Regions from separate parts of the Mus musculus genome. Here region 1 is linked to region 2. Evidence: chromatin contacts called from public HiChIP or PLAC-seq data. All regions are on one chromosome and are shown on one strand. Each heading gives the region's core, a stretch centred on a gene start, on an enhancer-like site or on the middle of the called end of the contact. The rest is flanking DNA. Distances are from core to core; before and after follow the strand shown. Region 1 has its middle 17 kb from the start of A230028O05Rik. Region 2 overlaps Lpp (LIM domain containing preferred translocation partner in lipoma).

Region 1 (2,700 bases), core at 158-2,657, 110 kb after region 2:
TGGTCCTTACAAGCCTCACCTTCGACACACTGGGATTTCGGGGGATGAGGGATTGTTCTGCTGCCGGAAGCAAGACTGATTTCGACAACAGATGTTTTAGCGATCTCCGGAATCATTTTCCGCCGAGGTATTCCACATTGCCTTCAGCTGAGACTTGGTCAAGGAAAGCTATGCATACAAACTACCTGAATGGAGGAGCCTTGTCTTTAAGCAGGCCTAGAAGGAGGAAGCGACTCGCTGGTGACCACAGAGAGGGAAGACCAGGGACTTGCACCCTTGACTCCCACACCAGCACCCCACACAGGTTTAGTAGTTTCAGCCAACTCTTTCCTGTCAGAAAGACGCACTCTATCGACAGGGGAATTGTGCAAGGGCAAAAGAAATCAGTTTCTCTGGTGTGCCAACTTCCCAAGCTTGTGAAATTCCTGGATTTGTGGATTGGGGAACTGAGAGACATGCCATGTGGAGTCGGCAATGGGCAAGTAGGCCTATCTGAGATGTACTGAGACTGGCAGCAGAAGGGCTTATTTAGGGAACAAAAATAAAATTATATATGATACTCTACCTCAGGTGGGTATGTTAGCTATGTGGGGTTTTTTGTATTATTATTGTTGTGTTTTAATTTTTTTTTTTTTTTTTTTTTTTTTTTTGGCCAGACGGTGGCCAACAGACTTCCAGAATATTCCTTGTTCAAGCACGTAGGAAATCCCTGCCTGTGTTGGTCTTGGGGAGGGAAGTTTGGCTATGAGCAATTTTTCCTGAAAAATCAAAACAGCTCTTCCAAGTGGGCCCTGCTTCCAGGGGCAGTGTGAAGCTGGGCATGCTTCCCTGTGCCTGAGTGTGAGCATGAAGGTATCCGGAGGAGGGAAGGGTGTCTGAAGGTCAGGCTGCTGGGAATCCAAACCTCCAAGCCTGATTTACAGCCCTGGGCCTCAGGTCTCCTCCCACTCAGCCCACAAAATCCCCCAATTTTCTTCTCTGTGAGCCAGCACTCTTCAGAGCTGGGAAATGAGATCTAAGCAGTGGCTTTTTTCTGGGCTTACGTACGCTATGGATTCTTCCCTGAGATGGTGGCAGAGAGGAAGGGAAGTGGTTCTTGAAAGTGTGGGCAGAACACTGGGGTGAGTCAGAAAACAGCAGCCAGCCTGCAACAGGCTGGAGACCATCCAGCCTCACGCTCTCCTTGGCTCCCTTTCTTTTTGATTTCCTCTCTTATTGTGACTTTCAAATAAAATCTTATAGGGAAACCCAACATACTAAACTTAACAACAGAACTGCTCCAAGCTACAGAGGATCAAGGATCAAGTTCTGCTTCTTTGTTCTTTCCCCGAGCATCTGCCAGGATGGAGCCTGTGTGTTCCCTGCCTGGATCTCTTGGCTTCATGGAACACAGCTGCATAGCTCTGCTGTGATCCAACACCAACATGTAAGACATGGGATGATTGATGCTCAGGAAGGTGGTGAGTCTCACTTAAAGTCACACAGGGAACTAGGGGGCCAGTTGGTGCACCTAGAGACCCCTGGCTTTCCTCTTCCTCCTCCTCTTCCTCCTCCCCTCCCTCCTCCTCTTCCTCCTTCTCCTTCTTCCTCTCTTTTTCTTCTTCCTCCTCCTCTCCCTCCTCTTCCTCTTCTTCTTCTAGTCGTCTGTATGGGATGCCATGTGGGCTCTGTAAAGACCTTAGGTTAAGCAATGAGTAAACCTCATTTTCAGTAAGGAAAAAGTCAGTGCTTCGAATTTCTAGGTTTATAGCTCCAAGAAATCAGCTCCTTCAGTCTGGCTGTTAGCCCAACTTCCATACCCCCAGGGAGTGGTTCTTCTCTTCAAACTTGGAGCCAGCAGTCCCCTTTCACTTCCTTGCACATATCATTTCTCCTGGGCTGGGCTTCTGCCTCCTTGTTGCTATAAAGTGAAACGAGAATGCATTTCTTTTTCTTTACCCTAGCAGGACTCGACCTGCCTCTGAGCCTGGCTCAGGTATGAAGATGTGCACCTACTCCTAGCTTTGTAAGCCAAGCTCTGCCTGAATCCCTATCCACTTGTTCCCAACTATGCTGACCACAAACGCTCTGCTTAGCACCCAGGACTTCACTAGCATGTTTCTCACACAGACTACCATCTCCATCTTTTGGCTACCCTTAACATTCCCCTGACAAGCCTTTCATGTCTACAAGTGTTTGAAGCAGTAGTGTGGAGATGGGAGGGGCTGGCTGCACTTGGCTGTTTCAGGCTCTCCAGTCTTTGTATTACAGCTATTCTAAGCCAATCCCACAGCCCTACGGAGCTGTGGTTTCCAACTGTGAGCTCCTAAACTCTGTGTCAGAAGAGCATCGCAGCGAAGATGTTCATCCAGTTCAGCAGAGGTCAGATGAGACTCTCAGGTTTGTTCTCATAGACTATAGCTGTCTAGTCAAGCCCAGTCATGCCACTGAGCTGAATCTTTTCCCTTTCCCTAAATGTTACAAGATCCATGGATTTTCTTTTCCCCCTCCCTCACCAAACCACTACTTACCCAGAATGCTCCAGGGCATCTCAAACTCTGAGACTTAAAAATCTATGCCTGATCGCTTTCTCTCCCTTTGTCTCTCTGTCTCTCTCTCTGTCTCTCTGTCTCTGTCTCTATTTTCCTGTCCCAAGACTATGGCTGTCACCCTGCTGACAGACAAATACAGTTCTAGAAAACTATTTTAGATATTCTCATC
Region 2 (2,700 bases), core at 175-2,674:
TTCTTTCTTTTCTTTGTTTGTTTGGTTTGGGTTTTTGCTTTTTGTCAAGACAGAGTTTCTTTGTGTAACTCTGGGTATCCTGGAACTCATTCATTTTGTAGACCAGGCTGGCTTCAAACTCGCGGAAATCTGCCTGCCTCTGCCTCTGCCGCTGCCTCTCGATGCTGAGATTTAAGGTGTGCTCACTGCCGGCCTGGCAGCTTCCTTCTTCTTATGAATAATAATGTGGGAAGCCTAGGGAGTCTCTTTTGGCAGTCAAGACATCTTCACTTGTGTCTGTAGCAGTTTCAGTGACTGCTTTTCTCCCTTTAGCTATTTCCTCCCTCGAGCCTCCCAGCAATTGCTAGGGTTTCATAGTTCATGCTAGCTGGACAGATATTACTCTGGAGTCCTGGAAAAAGTAGAAAGTAAGGTGAGAATCACTTAGTTATTCTCTTCAGCAAAACTGTTAATGTTGTTTATATGACAGGCAGTCTGGAATAGAGTGCCTTGGGCAAACTGTTTAACATGTTTACAATCGGCCTCCGGGCAAGTGGAAGGTAGGCGTTTCCATGCACAAATGTCATTGTCCTTGAAGCACCCAACTCCTTGTGAACAATATTGTGTGTCAGCATTCTTCCCAACCAAAAGGGCCAAGTCTGTGTTCAGTTCAGTTGACTTCTGAAAGACAAGAAAAATAACTTGCCATGAGACTGTTCTGATTCTAATGCAAATTTGACTGATGTTAATTTTTCCTTATCTCTAATGAATTTCTGTGTGTGTGTGTGTGTGTGTGTGTGTGTGTGTGTGTGTGTGTGTGTGTGTTTATAAAACCTACGAGGGTTTTCATCTCTGTCTCTAAAGAACCACTTTCGTAGAATCCCACTTTTAAAAAGATACCTGAAAGCCTATTGTGTGCAACATCTGGCTCTCTGGAAATCTGTCAGAAGGAAACTTTTTTTTAAAAAAAGTTGTAAAATAAATAAAAGCCGATTTTGAAAGCATTTAAGTGGACATAGAGATTGCACGAGGAAGGCATTTATTCGAACTGGGTAATTGGCGACACTTCCTCAGGGAGGATGGGAAGGTCTGTGGCACATGATGTTAGTGGGAAAGAGGGGACAAGGATAAGAACCCTAGATGAAGATGTGAAGGCAGGAAGATTGACACATGCGTAGTCATAATCCCAGGGGCAAGAGGGCAGAGGACGAATGGAAGAGCCAGGTAGAGACCAAGCAGCTGAGCATTTTGAGAGCAAACTCTCCAGTTGATCGGAAAGCTTTGAGTGTGCTACTGCAGCCTGAATAAAAGTCTGTCTGCAGCTGCTAAACAGTAAGCAGATCAAACTGGCATTTTATCAGAAAAGGAAGATCTTGTTCTAGTCGCAGTAGATGAGAGGTCTCAGAAGGTTGCGCATTGTGATTTCAGCTACACATGCAAATCCACAAGACTCGGAGCTCATTTTTACTGTTGTGCAACAGGGTTAGTTTTGTTTTGAGCTGAGTCTCCCAAGGAAGTGTGGTAATCAGATTTCTAAATCCATCACATTAAGCCCTGTCAGCAGTGAATCATTGCCTATGTGTTAAAGGTCAAAAAATTTCCCTTTAGAAATTCATTATGGTGGTGACTGGAATGTAAATTTGAATGTTCATGTGTAGTGGGTGTGAATTCAACAGATAAAAGGCCAGAGGAGACACAGAAAAGTCCATGTTGTTATTATTTTAGGTCAGATATTTACAAATTGTACTTTAAAAGTTATGACTGCAAAAACAAAGAGTGCGTATCTTTCTGTCTTGTTTGGGCAAGGCTGTGTGCTGGCTAGTAAGAGGAGGAGCCGGTGTGCTCACACTCCCAGTGTGAACTATTACACTATTGTTCACATTTGCTTTTCCTCACTAATGTGCCCACCCACCTTAGCAGATCCCCAGCTCAATTTCCTGGAATTGTCCTATCAGAAAGTCCTGACTTCAGGACTGGATCCATGTGTGCTGCGTGTGTGCTACCATTGAGTTGAAGACTAGTTTTTATTTTCAGTATTCTTGAAGGTTTATCATCATTGTCATCACTATTATTGCTACTACTGCTACTATTACTATTATTACTATCATCATCATCATTATTATTGGTAAGTTTAACTTTCCGTGGAGTGAACCTAGACCACTAAGCTGAACTCACTCTAAATGTTTCAGAGAATTAAAATACAACACTTCTCTATAAATTTTTAAGAAAAATCTAAGTTTCTGTTTAAAAACAATCAAAAAGTGAATGCAGTGTCTTTACAGGTTGTGATGCATTCAGGAGTAGTTACGAGACAAGTAGAGTGATTGCATTACCTTCCATGAAGCTCTTGGGGAAAAATTGTCTATGTGCATGAGTGTTGTGTCTGTGCATGTGTCTATACACCACCTGAGTGCTTTGTGGACATAGAGTCTAGAAGAGGGGGTTAGATTCACAGGACTGGAGTTACAGACAGTTGTGAGCCTCCATGTGGATGCTGGGATTTGAACCTGAGTCCTCTAGTGTGCTTTTAACCCCTGACCCTTCTCTCCAGCCTTCTTTCTGTGTAGCTCTTACTAATATTTCCACTGCACCAATATTGTTTCCCACGCTGCTAGACTTTAGTTCTGAGCTTCTTGAACATGCTCTGAGTTCCAGGCCATTTCCATCCTCCTGGCCAGCACGATGATGCTCACGTCTAGATTTGGCCATTTTCAGAGCTGA

What was found. HiChIP or PLAC-seq counts read pairs in DNA pulled down with a chosen protein or histone mark.
Region 1: a contact with region 2 is called in an H3K4me3 HiChIP or PLAC-seq map of bone marrow-derived macrophages, with 8 times the contacts expected there. The contact joins two enhancer-like sites. A contact is called at or near these places in 1 of 39 promoter capture datasets (the 3T3-L1 cell line), 1 of 15 datasets of contacts at CTCF or cohesin (the NIH/3T3 cell line), 21 of 484 Hi-C or Micro-C datasets (3T3-L1-derived adipocytes, the BV-2 cell line, adipose-derived mesenchymal stem cells and 12 more), 10 of 115 datasets of contacts at active chromatin or transcription factors (the HPC-7 cell line, acute myeloid leukemia, bone marrow-derived dendritic cells and 6 more) and 1 of 9 other capture datasets (bone marrow-derived macrophages).

The regions. Positions count from the first base shown.
Region 1 is chr16:25,041,059-25,043,758 of GRCm38.p6, forward strand. No RefSeq gene overlaps it. Among named protein-coding and RNA genes, the nearest start is that of A230028O05Rik, 17 kb to the right of the region's middle. Within about 2 kb of position 1,408, at least 137 of the 459 cell types and tissues checked have an H3K27ac peak or open chromatin away from gene starts, as enhancers often do. A contact at or near this core is called in 3T3-L1-derived adipocytes, the BV-2 cell line, the NIH/3T3 cell line and 7 more, where this site is marked.
Region 2 is chr16:24,932,462-24,935,161 of GRCm38.p6, forward strand. All of the region lies in intron 10 of Lpp (LIM domain containing preferred translocation partner in lipoma), which reads left to right. Gm52245 (a long non-coding RNA gene) reads right to left here. Exons shown (of 3, transcript XR_003951917.1): 3 at 154-660. Among named protein-coding and RNA genes, the nearest start is that of Gm52245, 7.6 kb to the right of the region's middle. Within about 2 kb of position 1,425, at least 74 of the 459 cell types and tissues checked have an H3K27ac peak or open chromatin away from gene starts, as enhancers often do. A contact at or near this core is called in 3T3-L1-derived adipocytes, the BV-2 cell line, the NIH/3T3 cell line and 7 more, where this site is marked.